Regions from separate parts of the Zea mays genome. Here region 1 is linked to region 2. A link is a contact called in public Hi-C data. All regions are on one chromosome and are shown on one strand. Each heading gives the region's core, a stretch centred on a gene start, on an enhancer-like site or on the middle of the called end of the contact. The rest is flanking DNA. Distances are from core to core; before and after follow the strand shown.

Region 1 (6,434 bases), core at 3,445-5,944, 180 kb before region 2:
TAACATTGACATCTTTGTTTGTTAAATACAGAAAAATGGAATACACTTTATTACCTGATTTAGCACCGCATAAGATACACGCAAAGATTCAAGTACATGTATCTAGAAAGTGGCTTTTCCGAGGTGCTACTGATAGTGGACCACTACAACATGTTGATATGGTTTTGTCTGATCGAGAGGTACAAAATCATAATATTTTGACTTCATATATTTCTTTTATAAGCATATGATTTCACAAACATATAATGATTACCAACAATAGGCTTCTAACAGATTTGGTAATATGGCAGGGTAATGCTATTTATGCTGAAATCCCTGGAAATTTAGCTGAACAAAAAGCAACAAATATTGAAGAAGGAGGAGTTTATGATATCAGCAGATTCAGAGTGTGCGCAGCAAAAACTGTTTTCAAAATAGTGGATGGGGACAAAATGATCCAATTCACATTTCATACCATAGTTAAACGTGCCACAAGCCCTCCAACAACATTTCCATTATATGTTTATCGGCTAACATCATTTGATCTAATTGAGCCTCATGTTCAAACTACAAATAACTTTGTTGGTACAATATATAACTTGAAATATATTTTTTATACCCTGTTAAAACTAACAGAATATCTAATATATTTTATCTTCAAAATTGATTACAGATGTTCTTGGTGTCATAACTGAAATTCATGAACTGACACCTGTGCATGTCCGAAGTCAACTAACACCAACAGTGACAAGGACCATTATCATAGAAGATCTCAGGTATTACACAACTCTTCTTATAGTCCCAAATTTTATGTGATATAATAATAATTGCCTTACAATCTGACCAACAAAAAAACAGCAACAAAACAATGAAGATCACTTTATGGGCAGATCAGGCGATAATGTTCAATCTTCATGACGTGTACGATACAAATACAAATAAACTGATTCTTGTGCTATTCGTCGGGTGCTTATCAAAAATTTTCAAAGGTCATAAACATTTATCTATACAAAAGACTTTTAAAATCATTAATGTTGAATTGTTATAACTTTTTGTGATGTGACAATTTTGCAATATTAAACATTAGGTGTCTACCTAAGTGGTGGTCCTGCCTGTAGATGGTACTTCAATCCAACAATTCCAGAGGCAGAACCTTATCTTACCAGGTACACAGAATCTAAACAAAACCTATTCACAAACACTTTTTCATAAAAAATAACAGATGTAATAATAATATAATTTATGTCTTCTACAGCCAGTCTACAAAAAGAATTGTGTTACAGCTTCCCCAAAATTTACAACATCCTCCAGCGATGGAAACGAAGCCAATTGTCGAACATAAATCCCTCTATGAACTTCTTACAGTTAACCCATATGATTTCCCGGTACGTTCTAACAAATTTTTGGCCTTACTATGTTCAAAGTTCACTAACTTAAACATCTCTAAAATGCAGGAAACATGATTTGAATGTACTGTCACAATAGCAGAAATACCAGCTGAACACAAATGGTGGTTTCCATCTTGCACAAAATGCAATAAAGCAACAATCCCTCACACTGCAGGTTATCACTGTGAATCATGCAATTGGGATGGATACAAATTTAAGTAAGTTTCTATATAAAATAATTCAGCTATATTGATTAACCTTTGTATGGCTTACTGTTACACATAAATTGAATCTATAATTCATTCATACAATTTATCCCCTATCATAACTTAACAAACAACTTCTGTACACCAGATACAAGCTCAAATTCCTGGCATCTGATGAAACAAATATTGCAGAAATGTTTTGTTTTGACACTGTAGCAAGACACATCGTTGGTAAATCCTGTGAGATTGTTTTACGAAGTGTCACTGAACAGTCTCCTATCCCACCTGATCTAGCACAAATCATATCTCTGAAATTTACATTCAGAGTCACAATTGACAATCAATCTCTTTTCCAACAAACCAATCGCCCAAACGTGTTCCGCATTAATTCTATTGTTGCTGCACATGGGAGACAACGTTCTTTACCAATGCAAATAGGAAATTCCGATCAACAAGGACCATCAACACCTCAAAACAAATCAAAACCGATGTTATTGGAAGACTCTCCATCTACAGCTTTGGAAAAATTATCTACTACAACTCCTACAACTGTATGATACTTCTTAATCACAATACTGCTATATTAATCCATCTCTTACACATTACTAGCTCAAACTAAAATGTTATGTACATTAATTTTTACAGGTAGTAAGGAAGCTTCTATATTCCGAAACTGACAACATGCCGAAAGCGTACTCAATTTCTTTTACTCAATTATCTTTTATTCATTTTAAGATTTAGTGAGTATTGACAGTTAAAAATACTTATATCTGTTCCATGTTGACAGTGCAAACAAGAGTAATATCAATAGCCCAGAAAAAGATGATGGCGATAAGGAAACCGCACAGGTTTGATCCATTTCATTCCACTAAACTATCATACTTATATTTTCTGCCTAAACTACATACACTTACTTCTTAACATATTCAAAAGTTCCATAAATACAGATTTTAAAACAACTGATTCTACCACAGTCAAATGTACAGAGTTAGACTACCGTACCATAACTTACTAAACTGTACAACAATTCATTGTTACAACCAATATTAGATTCTCATAATCAGATAAAATCTATCTGTTAGAGATCCAAACATTTTGCTTTCCATGTCTTGGTTAATGTGTTGTGTGAAAGAATCTCAATTATTATCCTTACGTTTCATTTACTTGGGTATTGTGCAATGTAATCTTATTATACATCATGTATTACGTCTAACATAGTTTATTCATCTTATACAAATTAACATTTTCATAGCTTATTTAAACCTGATACCAATATATAATTGAAAATAACTCTTCTATTCAATGCAGTTCCTCCTTTCATTGCATACGCATGCATACTTTTATACAAGTTTTACAAAGCATCCAGCATCCAAGTTTCAGTGAGCAAAAACAAATCATACACCTTATAATGCAATATACATACCTCACTACTATAGATATATATACTATTATAATACTATATATACTTGCTCTGATCTACCTTCTATGCTAAACGAGCCTTATGTTTATATTTTATGGCTCAATAATTTGACATTACTTACTTTATTCCTACCTATCTTTCAAATAACAATAGCTATTTCACACAACCATTTCCAATTATTGACATGATGAATGGCAAGTGTTGTTGTTACTACTGTACGCCATCTTCTGTACATTTGAATAGTTTTGTTCAAATATTATAACTCAATAGGATGTCATCATATTCTTTATTCCAATCAATACACCAATTTCAATTTATCAAATATATCTATTTCAATAGAGTCCCATACTCTACTATTGTTCTATTTACATTTGTTAAAAGACATTACATATTTTCCGCTTCTTTATAAAGAACTTCGATATATGCAGCTTGATACAATACCCAATAACAAAGGAAAAGGACCAGCAGATACAATTGAATCGCCACCTAAAAGGTTAGGCTCCGTGTCATACTCTCCTATATGAATTATTTTCCTTCCTATTATGATAGCGTAGTTCCATTACCAATCTTAGTTACTACAAACCATATAACACAGTTTCTCTGTACCTGCATTTCAGAATAATAAAAATTTATATTTTCCTATGGAATATATTACATACTAGGCTGACTATTAAATTCTAAAATTCGTTTACAGGTTCAAATAAGGGACGATACGCATCGGAAAAGAAATGGACATCAAATCCTCCGAGAACTAAAGTTTCACTCAGATCTTCGTCGACCTTTTGAGTTGCACAATGTCTATTTTGCAACATATGTATAATTATATATGATGACCTACTCAGCTCTTTGAAAACAATTTATGTAAATATAACAGCCTAATTCTACGTAGTGGACAAAAATGTTGACTCTGATTATAGCTCAGGTAACTCTATTTCATATAAACACTAGATGCGTTCCATATAAATTACGCTATTTCGTAGCAATTACTAACGTTTAAAATCAACAATAACCTTTTATTTTGTTGTTAGTGTGACAAATCATTGCTGCTCCATCCAATTCAGCAGCCTCAAACACCATGTAGTTCATTGCGCCAATGTGGTCTCAGAAACGACCTAATGCTTGCAAGAGCAAAGAACGTCGTGTCGTGCTTAGGCTGTAGCTCGGCCCGTAGTGCTGGCCCGGCCCGACACGATTATTTTTTTATTTTACAAAAAACATATATACCTATATACAATTTATATTCAATATTAAAAACATCTTAGCGTGATGTTCTACTGTTTCACCTAGTGTCTCCCGCCCTTCTTCCATCAGGGCATGGTTTCGAACCTTACCTCTGCACCGTTTTTTAACATTTTACGCTGATTTAATTAAATGGATCGACGGGCTAACGGACTGGCCCGACACAGTTAGCAGGCCAGCATGACATGCCTGTGCCATAGTTGTGACCCGCGTGCATCTAGCCCGTGTCGGACGTTGTTACGCTGATTTAATTAAATGGATCGACGGGCTGGCCCGACACAGTTAGCAGGCCGGCATGACATACCTGTACCATAGTTGTGGCCCGCGTGCATATAGCCCGTGTCGGGCGTCGTTTGACATCTATAGACGTGCAGCGGATTAATTTGAAATAGCTGTGAGGGGTTATTTGTAAAAAAATGACGTATGACGACCGTTGAAACTGGTGCTTTAAGTATAGTATAGATATAACATATGCTGTTTTGGTAAAGTGGAGGAAAGGCGAGTAGAGGCGGCTGACGAGGTGACGCGTGCGTGCGTGGCGTCCAGCGTCCCCCTCCCCCGTCTCTCTCCCTTTCTCTCTGCAGTCTGCACGCCAAAAAAAAAAAAAGTCTTCAGCCATCTCGACGGCTCGTCGGCTCGACCACTTCGCCTCCCCACCCCGCCGGAACCCTAACCCCAGCCGCGAGAGCTCCACCCGCCGCGCCGTGCCGATGGGACGGTGAGTCACCCGTGCTCTCTGCCCCCTCTACTACTTCCCTCCACCTCCATCCTCCGGGGCTCGGGTGGCGGGTGGAGCGGGCGTTCCGGTACGCGGGGACGCGATGGGATCATGTGACTCGGTGGACTCCGGGAAATTTGGTCTGGTTCGGTCGGGCAATTTGGCGTGGGGGATTCGTGGTGTTCTCTCTATTTGGGGTCCATGTGAGTGGGAGAGAGAGTGGTTTGGGGAACTGGGGCCTGTCTTCTGGCTGCGTTTGTCTTTGGGGAGTGGATTTATGGGCTTGGAAGAAGATTGAATTCCGGGTGCTAGAGCAGCGATTCGGTGCGGTAAGCAGAGGCGCACGAGGGAAATCGTAACTTTAGGTCGAGATGAGTACCGCTCTCTAGTATGCATATTAGGTGAAGCGTGCAAGCAGATTTTTTTGTCTGTTAAATCTAAATCCAACGGTAGATACAATTGTGGTTTTCTAGAGGTTTTTTATAAAGCTACATCAGATGGTGGTAGAAGGGTTTAAGTGCTAAATATGACATATCGTTGGATCTAGATCTAACGGAGTAAAATATCTGCTTGCACGCTTCCACCTAGTGCATGCTTGCATATTAGTCGTCGCTTCCTACTAAGCTACCGGTGCCTAGTGGACTATTAGTATGTGATTTGCTGTCTGGGTGAAATTCGGGTTTGGAGGTGTCCGGTTTTTAGGGTTTATAGAAAAGTATAAATAGCCAGTGGTCTCGTGGGCTGAGCTATGGATGGATGAAGGGAGATCAGGTGAGCATCATCCGGTTCCTAAGGCGAAATTCTGCCTTCAGGCCGGCTTTAAGGTTTAAGCCCACCTGACCAAAAGGCATTGGCTTTTGTTTTGCCTAATGGCCATTCTGTAAACACTTCTGCTGCCACATTTATTCCCTTGGTGGTATATGACTCTCCATAGATTTTACTTAAATCCTACCAAAGTTTACTTGTAAAAAACACTAACATGATATTTAGGGGTGTTTGGGCTGCTCCAGCTCCAGAAAATTTGGTGGAGTTTTTGGAGCAGGTCATTAGTTGCTATAGAAAATCGTGGAGCTGGAGTTATGAACCTTTAGAAAAAGTCATTTTGTTTATTATTTAGATTTAAAATATTTTTTAAACTATTTAAATTTACATTATAAACTACAGCTCCACGCCGAAGCTGGAACCTAGAGCAGTCCCAAACTTTTGTGAGAAAATTGACGCTGTAGAAAATTTTATGATCACAAACATTGAAAGCACACGACAGCCTCAACCACTCGTACGGCAACAAATGGTGAATATCTGCCCTCTGGTTTACTCCAACTTTCTCTTGTCGAGGATCTGGGAACATTATCACCCATTCGTCGTTACTAACTGCAACTATTTCCATGAATTGATGAATAATATATATTTATATATGCAGCTTTTAGAACATTTGTTGTTTTGGTGGACTTGAGCAGGTCGTTGTGAATTGAAGTAGCTTGGAA
Region 2 (5,869 bases), core at 2,803-5,302:
TCATCCCCGGACCTCTCAAGTCCCTATGCAAATGATGCACATGTTTAGGGGGAGGATGTGCTACAACTTGACTCCCTTGAGACTAACTTGTTTGTTGAGTACTCGCTATACAGTCTCAAAGTTGCATTGAAAAGGAAAAGTGAACTTGGACAAAGAAAGGGCTTCCACTGCATTCCAGTATCAATGTATCTTGTCCCAAGTTCGTACTTGTGTTCTCATTGCCTTTTGATCTTATTTGACATTTTTGGTGAGGCAATGGGGTAAAAGGGCCAAAAGTTCTCCTATTTTGGTGCTTAATACCAAAGGGGAGAAATTAAGGCCAAAGCAAATGGATCAACCAACCACTTGTGAATTTCAAAAATTGTAGAGTTAGAATCTTTGTGTTTGATCAAAACCCTCTTATTGCTAAACTTGTTCTCTTATGGGGGAGAATTTTGATTATGGGAAAAGGGGGAGTTTTGGCATTTGATCAAATTTACTCTTGAAAGATCTCTCAATTTGCCAAAACAAGTGTGTTGGACTTAGAGATAGGAAAAAGAATTTATTTTGTGAAAATAAACCCAGTGGTGGCAAAAGCGATCCAAATATGCCAAATTCCTTGAAAATCTTATTGGTCTTCAACTTGCATTTTTGAGCTTTTCTAGATATGTTAGTTCGAAACGAGTTGCTTTTTAATGTGTTGGCATAAATCACCAAAAAGGGGGAGATTGAAAGGGAAATGTGCCCTTGGGCTATTTCCATATTGTTTTGGTGATTAGATGAACGACACACTTGGTGAGAACTAACAAATGTTAAGCAAAGGAATATCTAGATGGATAAAGTGTGAAGTCAAGTTCAAAAGGAGCAAAAGGAGTTCAGCTGAAACAACAAGTGGAACACCCGTTGCGGGTGCACCGGACGCTGTCCGGTGCCCAGGCTGCTCAGCGACGAACTCGCTGCTCTCGGGAATCGCCAAGGATGCTGCGGCTAAAATTCACCGGACTGTCCGGTGTGCACCAGACTGTCCAGTGAGCCAACAACGCTCGCGCCAACGATCGGCAGCACGATCAACGAGCGAAGTGTGGCCAGAGCCAACAGTCACTGGGCCGCACCAGACTGTCAGTGTGCCAAGTGGACCAAGGGTTCAACGGTCGGCTTCGCCAAAGAAGGAAAGAAATCGTGCACTGTTCATGCCCGGTAGTGCACCGGACTGTCCGGTGCGCCAACGGACAGAAGGCAAGAATTGCCTACCAAATGGAGCTCCAACAGCTCCTAGCTTCCTTGGGGCTATAAAAGGGACCCCTAGGCGCATGGAGCAGTACATCAAAGCCTCCATTGAACATTCTAAGACGCCTAGACTCTGCAAGCACGCATCCGGATAATTGTGATTGAGATTTGAGCACTTATTGAGTTGTGAACTCGTTGCGCTGTGTTTGTGTGCTCGTTTCTTGACTTGTGTGCATGTTGTTGTTGCGACTCTAGCTCATGTGTGTTTCCTTCCCTCCCTTACTCTTGTGGTTTTCATTGTGACAATATTGTAAGGGTGAGAGGCTCCAACTTGTGGAGATTCCTCACAAAGAGAACATCTGCTATAAGGAAGAAAACCGTGGTATTCAAGTGGATCATTGGATCGCTTGAAAGGGGTTGAGTGCAACCCTCGTCCATTGGGATACCACAACGTGGAAGTAGGCAAGTGTTCTACTTGGCTGAACCACGAGATAAAATCGATGTGTCATCTGTTGTTATTTGTGTGTGATTCTCTCTGCTTCTACTCACTTGATAATTGCTCTAAGTTTAATACTCACCTTGTGAAGAGCAATTAAGTGAAGAAGTCATGTATTTCTCTCTAGACATAGCACCATGGTTTTGATTCCACTAACATTTCATAAACCAAGTTTGTGCCATTTAGTGTTGATTTTTACAGGATCACCTATTTACCCCCCCTCTAGGTGCTCTCAAGTCGGAGAGTCAGAGACCAGAGAGGGAGACCGGAGCGGAGAGAGGACAGATCTGAGCCTAAGCGTTGAGCGGAGGCGGAGGGACCGAGGGAGAGTTCGCAGCTTCGTGACGGCTGGTGACGTTTAGGGTTTAGTCGTGCACTCGCGCGAGCGCGACTTTGGGATGGGGACCGGGGGCATATGGTTGGCTGAGCCTAGGCCATGCCATAGCCGTGCCAGTCCAGTTAACCGTGTCGGGCCTGGACTGACACTATGGACCGAGCTGGTGGCCCAGACACGACACTATGTACGGGCCAAGCCCGACACCGGTAGTATATGGACCAGGTTGTGTCGTGCCTGGGCCATGCTTTTTAGTGCCGTACCTAGGCCGGCCCACCATGTTAGTGCCATATGGCCATCTATAGGGATGCGACCATCGCCACAATAGCGGGAGAGGAGATACCGCCTCCATCTTTTACACGACAAAGGCAGAGAAGGAGGGGGCCACTGCGGGGAGTGGGCCCGCCGTAGAAAGAGGCAAGCACGTTGCCCTGCGCAACCGGGAGGTATTTGCGAACGTCTCTCGGTCATGACCGGCGCAGCAACTGTGTTCGTGCCCGTGAAGCTGTAGATCTAGCCGAAGTCGGCCCGTGGCCAGAACCCTGGGGACAGGGCCAAGCGGCGAAGGCGGGCTCAGCGGCGCCCGACTGCAGCGTCTTCCCCGGAGACGCTGCCAAGGATGAAGGACGCAAGCGGGAGCGCGGTGGGGGAGGAGGTCGAAAACGGGTGGGAGCTGGTGCAGCGGCACAGGTACGGATCTCCACGACGGCAGGTGCTCCGTTGAGCGAGGCGACGGCTGAAGGTGCTGCCAACAGGAGGTTGAGGTAGTACACCTTCACCTCGGTCGCCTCCTCCGCATGGGGTTTTGGCGGAGGGGCGACGGCGGGCGCGAAGGGAGGAGGGTTTAGGGTTTAAGGTGAACGTGCGGTGAGGGAGCCCGGGTCACGCATGCGGGCGTAGGCAGGGGCGGGGGCGCACGGACGAGCGTGCACGCGCAGGTGGGGGCGCGACTCGATGTGGACGCCCTCTTTGTATTCTTAACAGGAGTAGTATAGATATTTGGTCATATAAATAGTAATAATATTTTTTTTTATAAAACGTTCTTAAACTTATGAGAAAAAGATATACGTTCTTTTGGACGGATACTATATTGTTATAATTCTATAAATATTTTAAACTTCGACCGCAATAGCAAGAAGGAAAAGATAAAATAGGGTTCACCAGGAATCGATCTAGAGATCTTGCACATGTGCGTGTTGGACAACAGTGGTAGCGTCATGTGCGCGCGTGGGGTGGATGATCCAAACATTCTTGACCGTTAGGGGCTTGTTTGGGATAAAGGGTAATGGAAGGGATTGAGGGGGCTAGAATCCCTCACTATTTAAAATTGAGTAGTGAGGGATTTTAGCCCACTCGATCCACTCTATTACCTTTGATCCCAAACAAGCCCTAGATGTGAGTGAATGAGAGAAAAAATGGGAAAAATATCTGGACTGTTCAATGTGATAGAGGGAATTTTTTTTATGTATATAAATGGGGTGCACAAAGAACAGTATAGATTATTTGTTGAGTGGTTAATTTAAACTTATGATTTAGTAAAGATATAGATTAATTGTATATATACCACTCAACTTTTACAAAAATACGGTGTCTTCTCCCTGACTTCTTAAACTATGTTATATTTTCTCATATATAAATAGATGTATACCATATTTATATTCTTTTCACTACACTAACTACACTAAATGATCTTAAACTGAAACATCTTATCAGGTAAACTATGTTTCCTACTCTTCGTTTGAAACGCGTGAACATAGTACTTTTATTAACTGAAATGTGTTGTCCTGATAGTCGTAAGGACGCATGATGTCCTAGTTAGAGAGAAAAAAAAATAGAGAAGCGCAGAAAACGGGAAAGAATCCCTGAGCTGACATGTGGCTCGACGTAGTACCGTTATACGCTCGATCCTCGGAGTTATTCTCACCCGCTGTGTAGCCTGGGCCACATTTTTTTAGTGACTGTGGGCCTCCACCATCTTTGGTCCACGCTTCCTCCCGGTCTGACTCTGCTACCGCAGCTCTCCTCTACCAGAACCAGACTCCCACGCCCCCCTCCCCTCGTGTCTCAAAAGCATAGCGCACCACCACGGGCCACGGCAATACGGCATCATCTCCAAACTCCCGAGGGGGGACCATCACCGCTGCTGAGCACGCCCGCCGCCTGCCCTTCCTCCTCCCACCCGTGCCGCAGCTTTCGATTCCTGCCCGCCTCATTGCTACCTGGTCGGGCCGCGGAATTAATGTCGCGCGGAGGAAATCCGGTAAGCTCCGGCCCGATTTTCAACTCTCCCCTCCCTCATCCTCGATTGGGGTTGAGAAATTGAATCAAACCCCCCACACCCACCCACCCAAAAAAGTCGCCCTTCCTCGGACGAGATCCCCCCAATCAGTTCTTATTGTGGCCGATAGATTGATTGCCTCACTTGCCTTCCGCTCGCTTTTGGGGTGCTAACCTAATCGGTGACCCTCCTTGTGTGCTCGGATTGGGTTCTCGTTCTCATCAGCATTGACCTCAGCGGCTTTCTTTTGGACAATGCTGCTGTTTTACTGCTTGTTTCTACCATCTACGGCCGTGTAGGTGTGTCCGACACGCCACAAAAACTTTTCGTTATGTTCAGCAGGTAAACAAGTCTAGCTGAAGTGACGATTGCCAGCATTGTTCGACCGTGCGGCTTCTGTTTGGCTGGTAAGCTCACTATTATGCTCCAGCAGATAAGTTGTTCCTCTATCGTCTATGACCTGCTTGTATTGTATTGTTGCCTTGACGGCTTCTAGTGCTTATTTATAAAATTATTATTTTCCCTCTAATGTATGTACGGGCAATATGATCTTGTTGACAATTTCAGTTGAGCCTTCATAAGGCAACCCATATGTTCTATGGTGCTGCTTCCATATTTGTGTGGGTACACAATGCCGTTCCCTGTGTCTCATTCTGCCCAATCTTGATTCCCTTGTTGCAATGTTACGAAATATGGTGGGACAGCTCCTCTAATCATAGGAACATGTTGATGCAATTAAACCAAACTTTTTTTAACATCTAAACACGGACATATAGAACTTGAATCACAAATCTGTGTAATAACAGACAAACTATGATTTGGGTTTGACTTGGAATTTGTGGAAACTATATTTACAAAATCTCGGCATTTCCGGTAACATAAACATGCCTAATAATTATTATAAAATAAATGTTACACAACCTAGGGCCAAACTAGAGTCTAAATTAACTATGTAGTTACTCAATTGTTGCTTGGTGATTATATGAGCATTGTGAACCAATATATGAGATGTGCTTCGACACTAATACACACGAGGAAGGAGATGTTAGTTTGGAAGGTCAAGTAGTGCCCAGGAAGGATATGTTTCGGTATTTAGGATCAATGCTATAGAGAGACGGGGATATTGATGAAGATATTGGCTATAAAATCAAAGCAGCGTGGATGAAGTGTCTTCAAGCATCTTATGTTCTTTATGAGAAGAGGCCAAGAGGGTACCATAAAAGTTAAAAGGCAAGTTTTATAGGACAGTAATTAGACCACGACATGTTCAACGGATAAGTGGGTTGAAATTGTGTATGCTGCGTTGGGTTTGTGGTCATACAAGAAGGTCAAGTGATAGGCTAGTGGTAGCACCAGAAGCAAAATTTGTCCAACACTGGCTGAGATGTTTGGACATGTCCAGTGACGGACGCAGGACCAAAATTCATAGGGGGCCAAGAAAACCGCATGACAAAATCAAATAATACCATAAAAACTACTTTTGTGTTGAATTCAAGTTTCATATCAATACACGATAGAAGTTTAAAAAAGAAAACTATATGAAGAATATAATGAA

The links. A called contact is a pair of places that touch in the nucleus more often than the background predicts.
Region 1: a contact with region 2 is called in a Hi-C map of leaf, with 7 times the contacts expected there. The contact joins the promoter of LOC103652994 here to the promoter of LOC103652991 in region 2. A contact is called at or near these places in 7 of 25 Hi-C or Micro-C datasets (bundle sheath, ear, endosperm and 2 more).

The regions. Positions count from the first base shown.
Region 1 is chr4:28,632,649-28,639,082 of Zm-B73-REFERENCE-NAM-5.0, reverse strand. LOC103652994 reads left to right here and starts at 4,694. Exons shown (of 9, transcript XM_008679972.3): 1 at 4,694-4,950; 2 at 6,408-6,434. It also overlaps the pseudogene LOC100500983.
Region 2 is chr4:28,451,957-28,457,825 of Zm-B73-REFERENCE-NAM-5.0, reverse strand. LOC103652991 (VIN3-like protein 2) reads left to right here and starts at 4,052. Exons shown (of 4, transcript XM_008679970.4): 1 at 4,052-4,296.